Regions from separate parts of the Triticum aestivum genome. Here region 2 is linked to region 1. A link is a contact called in public Hi-C data. All regions are on one chromosome and are shown on one strand. The core of a region is the stretch at or near the end of the contact, and the rest is flanking DNA. Distances in the headings are between cores, read along the strand shown. Region 1 holds the start of LOC123165513 (E3 ubiquitin-protein ligase RGLG5). Region 2 has its middle 100 kb from the start of LOC123166401.

Evidence for each region. Hi-C and Micro-C count contacts between places; a contact is called where the count stands out from the background.
Region 2: a Hi-C map of leaf shows a contact between it and region 1, with 7 times the contacts expected there. The contact joins the enhancer-like site here to the promoter of LOC123165513 in region 1. A contact is called at or near these places in 3 of 5 Hi-C or Micro-C datasets (all in leaf) and 1 of 1 datasets of contacts at active chromatin or transcription factors (leaf).

Annotation. Positions count from the first base shown.
Region 1 is chr7D:490,725,283-490,732,117 of IWGSC CS RefSeq v2.1, forward strand. It overlaps LOC123165513 (E3 ubiquitin-protein ligase RGLG5), which reads right to left and starts at 4,012. Exons shown (of 12, transcript XM_044583174.1): 1 at 3,994-4,012; 2 at 2,649-2,872; 3 at 1,468-1,552; 4 at 809-949; 5 at 589-702; 6 at 363-460; 7 at 170-249; 8 at 1-69. The coding sequence starts at 2,849.
Region 2 is chr7D:490,931,457-490,938,597 of IWGSC CS RefSeq v2.1, forward strand. No RefSeq gene overlaps it. Among protein-coding and RNA genes, the nearest start is that of LOC123166401, 100 kb to the left of the region's middle. Within about 2 kb of position 4,420, at least 2 of the 8 cell types and tissues checked have an H3K27ac peak or open chromatin away from gene starts, as enhancers often do. A contact at or near this core is called in leaf, where this site is marked.

The sequences.
Region 1 (6,835 bases), core at 2,762-5,261:
TCAAACTTATGCATCATATCCCATGGTCCATCACCGACCCCAACAAGAACAATAGACAAGGGAAAGTGGCTGGAATATTTTCAAAATAGATGTTATTGTGTGCAATTTGTTTAGGAGGATTGACTTGGTAGAATATAAAGGTGTTACTTTAAAACCCTGAATCAAGTACCTAGCTTTCACTATAGCATCAATGGTATCCCGCTCCTGCGGACTTAACTGCCCAGACTGTGTATCCACACTTCGAGTAACCTATCAGCAGAAATTTTAGCCAGAGTGAAAACTGGTTATACAAGCAAGACATGCAAGAGTCACCATCATTTAATGGCTATAAAGAAGCACAACTTGGTGAAACTGTGGTGCACCTGTCCATCAGCAATTATCAGAAGAACATGATATTGACCACCGGTGCTGTCTGCAATCCCAATTGCTGTCTCAATTATTGGAGCGAAAGATGTTGGTCCTGTGCAAGTTAAATCCAGATTATTTCCGTACATCTTTTTTTGTGGGAACTCTTAGCTATTTCTGGTAGCAATTTTGTTCCTCTCTTCACTTTTATGAAATCTACATTAAGTGATTACTTAAACAAACCAGCTAATCGAAGAGTTGGAACAATTTCTCTGTATCTTTCCAATGCCTCTTCAAATCCATTGCATGGTTGGTTCTCTGGATAAAAGCTGAATACCTCCTGGTCATGAGTTGATGCTGCCAGCAGGGAAAGGAAACATTATATTCAATACATTCATTTAGACATTTTGTTGAAAATCCATGAAGTGGTCAATGAAAAAGAAAATTGGAACCTTAAGCTTACCATCACCAAATCCAAAGCAGGGAATCAAATTGTCTTCATCAAAAGCTGAAAGTGTCCTTCCAATAATAGATATGGCTTGCTCATATGGGTTTGGAGTGTTTCCAATATCATGTAGACAGCGGCGGTTATAGGAAATTTTACCTAAATGGAAAAACACGGCAAGTTAAAGGAAAATGCTATGATATGATATAGATGATTGTCACATATAGAGGCAAGGGTTTGGAATGTTTCCAATATCATGTAGACAGCAGCAGTCATATTTTTTTTTACCTAAATGGAAAATTATAGCAAGTTAAATGAAAATACTATGATCTGACATAGATGATTATCAATATAAGATGCAACAGGGGGGGGGGGGGCATTCTTTCTACAATACAAACGCAGAAATGTTTTCATTGCTTGCCTTTCATCTAAAGAAATTCATGTGCATAATGTGGCTTCGCCTGACAAAAGTTTTATAATAGAAGTTGGAATACCATTGACATCACATACCAAATGTTTTTTTTCAATAGCAAAACCACAAACTATATGGGCAACTAACTAGTATTCTACTAAGCAGTACCTATTAATAAATAATAGGCACCAGTGGACCCCAAAGCAAGCATTAGCAAAAAAGAATATGCATCTATAGTCAAAAGGCAGAAAGATCAGCTGCTAACCTGTCCATTCATTACTTTTTGTAAAATCAATGCCTACAATAAGATTTGAAGATTCGAGGCCTGCTTGAGCCAAAGCTTCAGTCACCTGTAACAGTGTAAAAAAGGTGTTGCTTTCAGTTTTAAGTTCACAACACAACAATGGAAAGGAAGAATATGTGGAAGACTCTTGTAACTGTCATCTGGGCTGTAGTACTAGAGGAAAATGCATAGGCTGGTAGAATCCAATTTCATTTAAGCATATACAAATCCAATAATATTTCATAACATAACAGTATACTACTGCAGCTCCGTATCAGCATTGTAGTTATTTGTCTTTTGTGCGGGTGAAGTAGCAAAGCCCTTAATAGATGGGACTACCCAATTTAGTTGATTGTTATAGTTGTCAGCTTAATGATCCACAAGTCTGACTGCAGATATCAAGGTTATTACTGAAAATGCACTGGAAAGTAAATAGCAGTCACATCTTATAGAAGATGTCAGTTTCTTTGGAGAAGTAAAATCTAACTGCAGGAAAATTTATTTTATCGTCATCAAACCTTGGATTAGGAATCCTACCATACAAACAAAAACTGACTAAGATTGATAGAATGTCAGACAAAGTACACTTGGACAGTACCATATCATTAAATCGCCATGCCAGTCAAATTAATGCTGAGAATATGACAGGCTAGGACTTAGAAGAGAACCAAAATCTGTATACACTATCGTACGGCTTCTCATATTTGTAAGTAATTGCACACTTGTAAGTAACATTGTAGAAGAAGAAGGCCCATGAAAAATGCATTCACTGCCGAAAATAAGTGCAAATTATACAAGACAAGACTGTATGTCCCCGAAGCTAGTACAATTGAAAAGAACACGATTAATGCAGGTGGCTTGAATTTTTTAAATGGTTGCAACATTGCAGAAAATACTCATATCGAGCAAGAGATAACTTCCTTTGCTGATGCAAAATTTAATTTGATTTCTCGACCTGAATACTTAAAGCACTATCCTTCTTGAAATACTCATATAGATAAAACTAACTCTACCAAAGATAGTTTACACTCCAAAATCCACCTGAGACGACTGAATAAGATGAATGGTAGTACCATTCAGCCACATCAAGTTGAAAACCATGCATCAAAAATTGGGAAAGGAAAACAAGAGAACTTAAGGCACAAAAGGCCATCAATACATACTTGACTGACGGAACGGTAGTCATCGCCGATCCTGGAATACTTCCTCTGCAGCCTGGCCTGTGCTTCTGGCTGCTGCATGTTGTTACCCGCCGAAGAGGCATACCTCGGGCTGTAACTGGAGGGCGTGTTTGCATACCTCGAGTTGTACCCGTTGGCTGAATTCCCAGAGTTATACGACGGCTTGGAGTCCTTTTGCCCCATTCCTCAACACTCGGCTGAACTTCCTGGTGAACAGAAGAGAATGTGAGTACTTGGGTACACAGCTAGCTGGAAACAAAGCAGATACTTTTCACGCATGTATCAAGAAATCCTAGTGTTTTTTGCAGAACATGATCCATCCATCAATTACATGTGATCTTTTTGACGAATTCCTAATTCGAGGAGGGAGGGGTGACTTTCTAATCCAAAACTGGCAAGTTTCACACCCTAAAACAGCCACAGCCTCCCCTATCCACCCCCACATTTCCTCCTCATTGCCAAACTGGAGACTGGCAATCGCAGAAGGCCCAGTTCCTACATAGTAGTACAAGCATCGGGCATATCGAAAGGTCTGAACGAGATCAGAGAACGACCTATCAAAAATACCAAATATAATCATCTAAAAAACCGCCAATTACTACTACTTAGGAGCATTCGACGAACCGCCTCACACGATCAGATCCAAACACCTCGTGGGCTGACTCACGGAGAACTTGGCTTCATCCCGCACCCTCGCCAAGAAAGAAACAAGACGGAGGCGAGGCGGAGTGGGGAGATACGGGACTATACTTGCCGGTGCGGCGGCGGAACCAGAATCAATCAACCCCAAGAAACGAACACCCGGAATTCTCTCGCGCGCAACAGCATCCCCAAATTAATCAGCAATCCGCAGGGATGGGCTTACCCTGCTCTCGGCGTCCAAGGTCGCAGCGCAGGCCACTGCTCCGGGAGAGGGAAGAGGATCGGTGGAGTAGCGGGGACGAGGGGATAGGCCGAGTCAGCTGAGACCAAGATTTGTACGCCCGGCACGACGAGATAAACTATAATCAGCGGAGAAGCGGTGGCGCGGGTCAAGTCAATCGCCAGCCCGGGAGGCAATGCAGTTGGCACTTGGCACTGGAAGCGGGGGCCAGACGGCAAAGATTTCTCGCGCCCTGCTCCTCTGAGTCCCTCCCTCCTCCTCCGCTCTCTATCTGAAAGCGATATCCGAAGCTTCGGAACTAGGAGTAGTATTCAATGGACGGATGTGGAGAGCTCGGACGGATGAGTTTGGTGGCGCACTCGTCTCCGTCATCGGCATCCGCAGGCACCAACCAACCGGGGGGGAAAGGTTAGTTTGAGAGCCGTAGTGTGCTGGAATTATTACCGGATTGCACGATGGTTATCCACTGGCGCCGAAAAGGTCGAGGGAGGGATCTTTTCTCTGCTGCGCCCGCGCGCGACGGAGGGGCTAGAGCAGTGGACTGCGGCGTTATTTGTTCGGTGGTTGGCGCGTCGCAGTCCTGGTTTCCGGGTTGGTAGTTAGCTACGGTGAACTCATGCGGAGCGTTTGTGTAGTTAACCTGGTCCTCACGAAAGAAATTAGGCGGCGCTCACCGGCTCATGGGTGGCGTGCGCTGCTGAGACGGCCACACAGGCCACGTGAATTGCGTTATGCGTCGCGTTTTGGCCTGCGTACCGCGGGGCGACGCAGGGAGGTGGGTGTGTATCTGCCAAAAACCACACCTAGTGGATTTGTCCTTCGCACAGTGTGTTGTTGAGACGGCCACACAGGTCAAGTTTTGGATACACTGTGCAAAGAAGGTGGGTGTGTAGATCTGGGAGGAGAAGCTTGCCTTCCTTCGTGAACTCAAAGACACTATTCAGGACAGTATGCCCAATGGCACGGCCCTTGCATTGAAACCACACGAAGGAAGGCAAGCTTCGCACAGTGTGTTGCTGAGACGGCTACACAGGTCAAGTTTTGGACAACGCAAGGACCGTGCCATTGGGAATACTGCGACGCAGGGAGGTGGGTGTGTATCTGCCAAAAAGCACACGTAGTGGCATGGAAAGGTGACCACTACTCCATGGCCACCATTGCAGTTCAAGGGTACACGATGGCGGCTGTTGGGAAAGATGCCAAGGGGGCTCCAGTGGGTGTGATTGGGGTGTTTGGCCCGCAGATCTGGGAGGAGAAGCTTGCCTTCCTTCATGAACTCAAAGACACTATTCAGGGCAGTATTCCCAATGGCACGGCTCTTGCGTTGATCGGTGATTTCAACCTCATCACCGGAGCAGCCGACAAGAACAACCCGAGGATCAACAGACGCTGCATCACTGCCTTCAGAAACTTCATCAACGAACTGCAACTAAAGGATCTATATCTCCATGGCCGTAGATATACGTGGAGTAACGAGCAATCAAACGCAATGATGGTGAAGCTGGACAGAGTTCTCATCAATGGAGAGTGGGAGGAGACAATGCCCAACTGCATGCTTCAAGCCTTGTCCTCAAACATCTCAGACCACTGTCCTCTCCTCCTCAACTGTGAGATTGCATTCCGTCAGCACAGAGCTTTCAGATTCAAGAACCACTGGGTGAAACTTGACGACTTCGATGAGGTGGTTCAAGGTGCTTGGCATGGGGCGCCGACGTCAGGGGATCCGGTCGGCCAATTTGCGGGAAGGCTTGCAGCCACGGCTAAAGCACTGAAACGGTGGCAAGGCCAATTCTGCAATGACATCAAGCTGAAAGCGGCCATTACAAGCGAGATCATTGGGCAGTTTGACCGGGTCATGGATCTTAGACCCTTAACAGCAGCAGAGAGGCAATTCCGTGCCACCTTGAAGATGCAGCGGCTAGGATATGCAGCGCTTGACAGAGCCATCTGGCGGGAGAAATCGAGAGTGAAGGGCATAAAAGAGGGAGATGCAGGCGCAAAATTCTTCAAAGCAAAAGCATCAGCCAGAGGGAGAAAGAACTTCATCATCAAGCTACAGGTCGACGGGCTGATCATCACAGACCAAGACGCAAAAGTAAAGGCGTTCCACTCCTTTTTTGAGCCAATTTTCGGATCAAAGGAGCCCCGCTCCAGGAGGCTGAACCTGTCCAGGATAGGATACACAAGACTGAACCTTGCCGAGATGGACGAGGCTATCACGGAGGAAGAAATCCTGGCTAATATCAAGGAGTTGGATGGATACAGTGCCCCGGGGCCCGATGGGTTTACCGGTTTGTTCTATAAGCGGTGTTGGCCCATAATCAAAGATGATCTGACAAGGGCTGTCCGGGCCGTGCAAGCAAACGCGTCGGCACACCTCCACCGGCTCAACTAGGCTACTATGATTCTCCTTCCAAAGAATGCAGAGGCCCTGGCCACAAAAGACTTCAGGCCGATCAGTCTTGTCTGTAGCTTCGCCAAGTTGATCACCAAGATTATGGCCACGAGGCTGCAACACCGGATGAATGAGCTCGTCGGCCCCTGCCAGAACGCGTTTATCAAAGGGCGCGCCATCCATGACAATTTCTAATACGTCAGCGGGCTGGCCAAAGCCCTCCGACGTGCCAACACGCCGACGCTAATGCTCAAACTCGACATTCAACGCGCCTTTGATACTGTGTCATGGGAGTTCCTGCTTGAGCTGCTTGTTGCAAGAGGGTTTGGGAGAGGATTCACCAACTGTCTGTCAGCACTTCTCAGCTCCTCTTCGACAAGGATCCTTGTCAATGGTGATCTATCTGACCCGATCAATCTGGTGAAGGGGCTAAGGCAGGGAGACCCGCTGTCACCGCTCCTGTTCGTGCTGGTCATGGACTGCCTTGCTATGCTCATCGACAAGGCGGTGAGGGTCGGAATTCTGGGACCGATCGGCAACCAAAAACTGCCCTTCAGGACTTCTCTGTATGCAGACGACGCAATCTTGTTCATCAACCCATGCCGCAAGGAGGTACTTGCACTGACACAAATTCTCAAGCTTTTCGGAGAAGCTACGGGCCTGCACACTAATTTTGCAAAATCTTCGGTCTCCACTATCTGCTGCAACGGGATCGACCTCCAAGAACTTCTTCAAGACTTGGGCTGCCCCATCAAGGAATTTCCTTGCACCTATCTGGGCATGCCACTGACGGACAAGAAACTGAAGAAGAATGACCTACAGCCGATCTGCGACAAGCTCATTGCAAGGATGAAGGGCTGGAAGCTTGCCTTTCTTTCCCTTGATGGACGG
Region 2 (7,141 bases), core at 3,170-5,669, 210 kb after region 1:
AAATCTTTACTCTGTGTTGAACTCGGCCCCTTCGATCCAAAACTATCGGCTTGATCGAAATACAAGGACTCCTTGTGAATAGTTCATTGGTACAACCGACATGGACATATTTGGTCTCACCGATCGGAACCTGCTGTGACACTGTCATCTCGGTGTTACCAAAGGAAAACAACTCGAAGTCACCGATTTCAACTCTGAGAAAATGTTTTGTCATTTCTTATTGCATGTTTTCTTCAGCTCCACTCAATGATCCTTCCCTCTATCAACATCATTAGCTACCCACTGCTTTGTAATGACTCTCAAGGACCACACCTACTTGGTTCATGCTCCAGAAGTGCCCTTCTTGGAAATTGATGTCAAAGGGGGAGAGAGAGCACACCAAAGGCTTATCAAATAGATGCTTGCTGACAAAAGAGGAGAGTAGTCGCATGTCTTTAAAGAGGGGAAAGACATGTCAATGTTTGATCTTAGCCTTCGCTATTAAATTCCTGTTGCTCTGATTTTATCTCACCCTATCTTCTCCCATTATCCAATATCAGATTCAAGGGGAGAAAGAGACCATGTCTAAGGGGAGAAAATCTTTGGAATTCATTGCACATCTTTAGACCTTTGGGGGCATGTCTATATCTAAATGAAGTACTTAGTACGTGATTTGTGGTTTTCTGAAATTGCTTTACTAGGAGTGTTCTTGTGTTATCTAACCTTGTTTTCTCAAGTCCACTCTTTCCAAAGCCAGCTCAAGACCACAAGGTCAGTATATGCATCACACTCATGTGCATGATGATCTCTTGCTGATGTACATATTGTTTGCAAGAGAGATTCATAAACATGAAGGTACATTTCCAAATCACATCATTTGCTCTGATGCATATAGCCAAGATACATGTAACTCTGTGCTTGCTCTGTCATGATAATGCATTCACATGTTAGTATATTCTATCTTCACATGATTCCATACATGTACGGGGAGCTTATGCATGTTACATGTCTCTCCAAAGCTTTACCTATTACTCTTTGTATCATTTACCTAAAGCTTTGATGCATGTTGTCATCAATTACCAAAAAGGGGGAGCCTGAAAGCACAAGTGCTCCCTGGGTGGTTTTGGTAATTAATGTCAACATATCTCTTGTTGGACTAATGCTTTTATCTAGCGTATTTCAGACAAGTTCAACAATCAACTGTGGCGTGGAAAGGACAAGAGGATGTGGAACCCCTTCAAGGTGTCTAGGACATGCATTGGCAAAAGCTCAAGACTCTTCATTTTACTTTTAGTGATCATAGATCACATTGAGTCCATAGGAAAGCCAATACTATTAAAAGGGGATGAGGTGTTGCTTAATGGCTTGCTTGATCAACGTGCTTAGTGATATTGCTCCAAAGCCCTCAACCACTTTCCCATTTCCAAATATGTCCAAAACCCAAAGTCAAACTTGGCCCCATCGATTCTTCCTATCCGGAGCCACCGAGTTCATATGACATAGCCACTGCCAGAAACCCTAACAGTTCGGTCGCACCGATACGGATCTCGGTCTCACCGAGATGGCCTTACAAACTCTCTGTTTCCCTTTGTAACATTTCAGTCTCACCGAAATGAGCAATCGGTCCCACTGAGTTTGCTTGACATTTTTCTCGGTTTGCTTATGGCTTCACTTTGGTCTCACCGAGTTGATGCAATCAGCTCCACCGAGTTGATGTTTGCCCTAAGCCCTAGCACATCGGTCCCACCGAGTTGTTCCAGTAACGTTCACATTTTGAAATAAATCGGTCTCACCGAGTTCTTCTATTCGGTCTGACCGAGTTGGGTCAAATGTGTATAACGGTTGGATTTTGTGTGGAGGCTATATATACCCCTCCACCCCCTTCTCCATATGAGAGAAAGCCATCAGAATGTGCCTACACTTCCAGCATACATTTTCTGAGAGAGAACCACCTACTCATGTGTTGAGATCAAGATATTCCAATCCTACCACAAGATTCTTGATTTCTATTCTTCCCCGAGTTGCTTTCCACTCAAATCATCTTTCCACCATATCCAAATATGTGTGTGTGTGTGTGAGAGAGAGAGAGAGAGAGAGAGAGAGAGAGAGAGTTGAGTGTTGGGGAGACTATCATTTGAATCACAAGAGCAAGGAGATTGGTTAGGTGTCGCTTGGGAGCCTCCGACAAGATTGTGTAGTTGAACCAAGAAGTTTGTAAGGGCAAGGAGATCACCTACTTCATGAAGATCTACCCGAGTGAGGCAAGTCCTTCGTGGGCGATGGCCATGGTGGGATAGACAAGGTTGCTTCTTCGTGGACCCTTCGTGGGTGGAGCCCTCCGTGGACTCACGCAGCTGTTACCCTTCGTGGGTTGAAGTCTCCATCAACGTGGATGTACGATAGCACCACCTATCGGAACCACGCAAAAAATATCCGTGTCTTCATTGCATTTGCACACTCCAATCCCATCCCTTTACTTTCTTGCAACTAGCATGCTTTACTCTTTTCGCTGCTCATACTCTTGGCATGCTTGCTTGAAATGTATTGTGAATGCTTAAACTTGTGCTAAAACTCCACCTCAACTTAAAGAACTTAAAAATTGCCACCTTTACTTCTTGAGGGTCTAATCACCCCCATCTATACCCCTCTTCTCGATCCTTTCAGGCTGCCGGAGAGCAGCAACTCGATGGGTAGGAGCACGACGACGACGATGATCCGGATGATACAACCGGCGATGCAGAGAAGAAGGGTAGAGGAGGAAGTTTCAACATGCAGGAGGATGAGCTGTTGTGCGATGCATGGTTGGCCACTAGCCTCGATCATGTCCATGGCACGGAGCAAAAGGGCACAACCTTTTGAAGGAACAGTCACATATGGTTCCATGAATACAAGCATTTCGCGCCCTACTCCGACGCAGTCATCTGCAACCGTGAAAGGGAGTCCCTCAATCATTGATGGTGCGACATCCAAGAGGCTGTGTCCAAGTATTGCGGACACTTGAAGCATCTCATCGCACGGTGGCCTAGCGGTGCCCAAATCACCGGGCAAGTAAGTTGATCACTAGCCGGATATGCTTTAGTTTTGCTGATCACTAGCTGGACATGTATTGTTTTGTTGCTCACTAGACGGATATGCATTATCGACATTGTTTCACTTTGTAGCCTATTCGTGTTTGTGTGGTGTACAAGAAGTTGGAGAAGAAGTCCTTCACCGTCATGCATTGTTGGTTGAAGTTGAATGGGAAACCAAAGTGGAACCATTTCATTGCCAAGACCGCCACCCAAGCTAATGAGGAAGAAACCGGTGACCCTACCGACCCAACCCAAGAATCGCCGAAGAAGGTTAGAAGAAACTTGCGGGGGAAGAAGTGGGAGGAGGAGAGGGCGAAGCGAGAAGGTGCGGTGACCAAGCTGGCAGAGAGGTTCAAGGACATCTTGGCGAAGAAGGAGGAGACATGCGTGAGGTGCTCGGAGATCAAGGAGGAGCAGAAGGCAGAGCGGTTCAAACTGTTAATGGAGGCGACAAACAAGAAGCTCAAGTTCAAAGAGAGGAGGACCATGATCGAAGAGAGGAAGTGCGGATTTCTCCTTTTGCTCCTCAGCCTACGGGGTATTAGCAACCGTTTCCAGTTGTTGGCCGCACTCGAGGAAAAGAGGGTGAAGATCGCCGCCAATGCGGAGGACACCAAGATGTTAACCTTGGATGTCGACTCTTTGGATGCCGACGCAAGAATGATCGTGCAATCCTCTGCTACCAGATGTTGCAGCGGTAGAAAGATGTGTTGGCGGTGGGGGACTATGAGGACGCGGCGGAGGCGGATGCTGCCTACGCGGCGGCGACGACACCTCCTTGATCGGGGATCAGCTGGCTGGGATTGCCGATCCGGCAGGGCAGAAATGCATAGACTAATATTTTTTTGGATTCAGACATGTAAAAACTTAGCATATTTGCCTCTTTTTGGTTGTGACCGGGCATGCGATTCAGCGGTGGTGTGATCCGGCATGCTGTGTGGATCAAAGTACATTTGAATTTGAATTTACTGGCGGACATATATAGGCTATGGTTGGATGGCGTGCTCTCACATCCGTGTCCGCGGACTGGTCTTCTCTGTCCGCTGCGGGAGAAAATTTGAGGGTTGCCGATTTCCTAATACCCGGAGGAACAACTTCCAAGGGAAAAAAAATAACCGGGAACAAACGGTGGTGAAGTCAAGTCAACTGCCGGCCGGGGGCAAGTGTTTCCTGTCATCCTGTGCGCTGCTCCTCTAAACTCCTGCACCGTCACTCTCGTGGAAAATGACATCCAAAGCAACCGAGCTATAGATGGATCAGTGGGCACGAAACTTGTCTCAGTCATCGACACGAGTAATGCCACGGCTTATGAGTAGTAGTGTGTGCGATTATTATCCACTGAGGAGAAAGTCGAGTCTGAGCAACTTTGCTACGCGCACGGTGGAGGGGCTACATGCTGCTCTAGTGCTCTTCCGGTGGTTGGCAGTGCTGACCTGGTTTTGCTGTCCAGTCGGACACCTCATCTGTCAAAGTCTACTACGAGCAAGTACTCCCTCCGTTTCTAAATACTTGTCTTTCTAGGCATTTCAATAAGTGACTACATACGGAGTAAAATGAGTGAATCTACACTCTAAAATATGTCTACATACATCCGTATGTGATATTCATTTGAAATGCCTAGAAAAACAAGTATTTAGGAACGGTGGGAGTACTAGATAAGGTTTTCTGTGGTTAATCTGATCTCGTGAAAATTTACGCGGCTGACGTGCACTGCTCGGACAATCTCGTAGTAGGACCTACGTGACCGTGAGATGTGGGTTACAATATTTGACATACTGGCTTGCGTCACGAGGGAGACGTACACAGATGACTGTCTATCTGCCAAAGTACACGTGTTTGCGTTTTAGTTTGACAAATGTACCATAGTTGTAAATTGGAAGGCGATGGTTTCCCTAACCATGCTTGTGAATTGGACCCGAGGAACAGAAGAAATGTACGTGTCTTTAGAAAAAAATTGACGCCGCCTCACCACATCTTAGAACTCATTGAGGACGAGGCCAACCTTTGGGTCACCGTAGAGACGAGACATTTGAGTAGCATAGTGTCTAGAGAGTGAAACCTTTGTTGCTTTTTTTTTTTTGCAATGTGGGGTGCTTCTTTTGTTGAGCAATAACTCTCTAACCCTCTTCTTAATCAACTAGTAAAGTGGCCCGCCCGGTGTGCGGGCTAGAATTTTATAAAGTTTTATCAGTAGAACACATTATTTGATTGGTCTAAAGAAAAATCGAATGAAATGTGACCGCATTCACAAATCACACATATGGGCATTTTTTAAACATAGTTTTTTCGAGGTATATTTTGTTTTCCCATCGATATATAAATATATATAATCATGTACTTGCTTGTTATGGATACTATGCTAACTTTTCACAATTATTCCTAGGGCGCAATTTATATATGTAGCATTTCCCATATGTATATTTGCTATTTTTGCTCCCGCCGCCGTCCACATTGGTTAAATTAATTCAATGATATAATTTTTGCTCTCGCAACAGTCGGTCACGTTGGTTAAAATTATGGTCAAACTTGAATCTCGAAAAGCGCGGACGCACTACATTATGAAATGGAGGGAGCATTAGTCAATTATGTCCCACCTTCTCTTTTCAATTGACATTGAACATATTTTTATTTTTTGAATTAGATATACTCCCCCGATCCTAAAATAAGCGTCTTAATTTTAGTACAACATTTATATACTAAAATGGTTCGTGGTGGCACTTTCTTGTTTGATAGACATTTGTTTCTTTAGTGGTGTTTGATAGACATTTGTTTCTTTAGTGGTGTTTGATAGACATTTGATTGAGTTAAGTTAAACACGTACTACACCGTAAGTAGTACCATTGTTGTCTAATCTTTTCACCTAAGCAAAGTTCCATCTAACAACTATCCAGATTATCAACACGTGGAGTGGCTACATGTACATAAAAAATCGTAGTGCGGCTACAGGTTCCCACCAACATGAACCTTCATTTTGTCCTTTCTCGAGTGTTCTTGTCTTCTCCCTTTCCAAAAAAAGTCCTCTTGAACTTGGAACACCGTGGGGAAAAAAGTCTTCTTTTCTTCTCGGGAGCTCCCAGCCATGTAAAAGGATGAGCCAGCCTGGGTCCGCCGCATCGCATATGTGAGGATCACCTCGAAGCTCCGCTCGGTCTGCTCTCATACTTCGTGGTCCTCACACACCTCGTGGCTGGGACTGCGCATAGTTTGGCTGCCCGCGTGCCTCGTCGATCTCCCGGGCCGTCAACGGGTAGCAGGGCCCTGATGTCAGCTGCCTGAGGGAGGATTCGAGCTCGTCGAACACGACGGCCGTCGGCTTCCATTGATGCGATGAAGGTGTGGATCTCGTTCCCCTTAGCTCTTGCAGATTGTGGTTGTGGGGATCCTGGGGGTGTTATCTCCGTCCCCGAGCGCCGGACCGGAGGCGTCGTTGCTGTCCCCAAGCGAGCACGCTGACGCATCGTCTTCATCCTCGACAGCCACAACCCCGCTTCAGCATCGCATTCTTCCACCTTCAGGTGCCCCCTCTCCATTTTCCTTTTTCTGTCTACTGAACCAATATACTTTAAGGTATTTCTTTATTTCTTAACAGTGACAAATGGTATATGTTGACTGCTATTGAAATGAGATAGTAGTAAGTCTGGATGCCCAACACAGCTTAAGGCAAATTGTTAATTAGTTTATGCGCCGTCCACTTTTTTCAGGGCCTGAGACCGGAATCGCAGTTTGTGATTAGTGTACAATGTATTTGTGATTAGCTGTAGTTTTAATATTTCCCAAAGACAAATTTATTTTAATAACTTAGTAAAATTAGGTTTGATTGCATTCTACATATGAAACATAACGATGATCTGATGCTCTCAACATTGGGTTGACTACATAATAAGCTTAAAATATCAGATGATGTAGAATGTCGATTGATGTTTGGTATTACTGAACTATTTCCATAAAATGTTGATGCATCTTTCCAGTACTTATCCGGAGTAGTTGACCATCTCCGTCCTGTCATATCTTGTTATCATAGGTAAGTGAGTTATTATTTTGAAGGTAGTCTGCAGTGTACTTTTTTCCTTCATGTACCTATGATCATATAT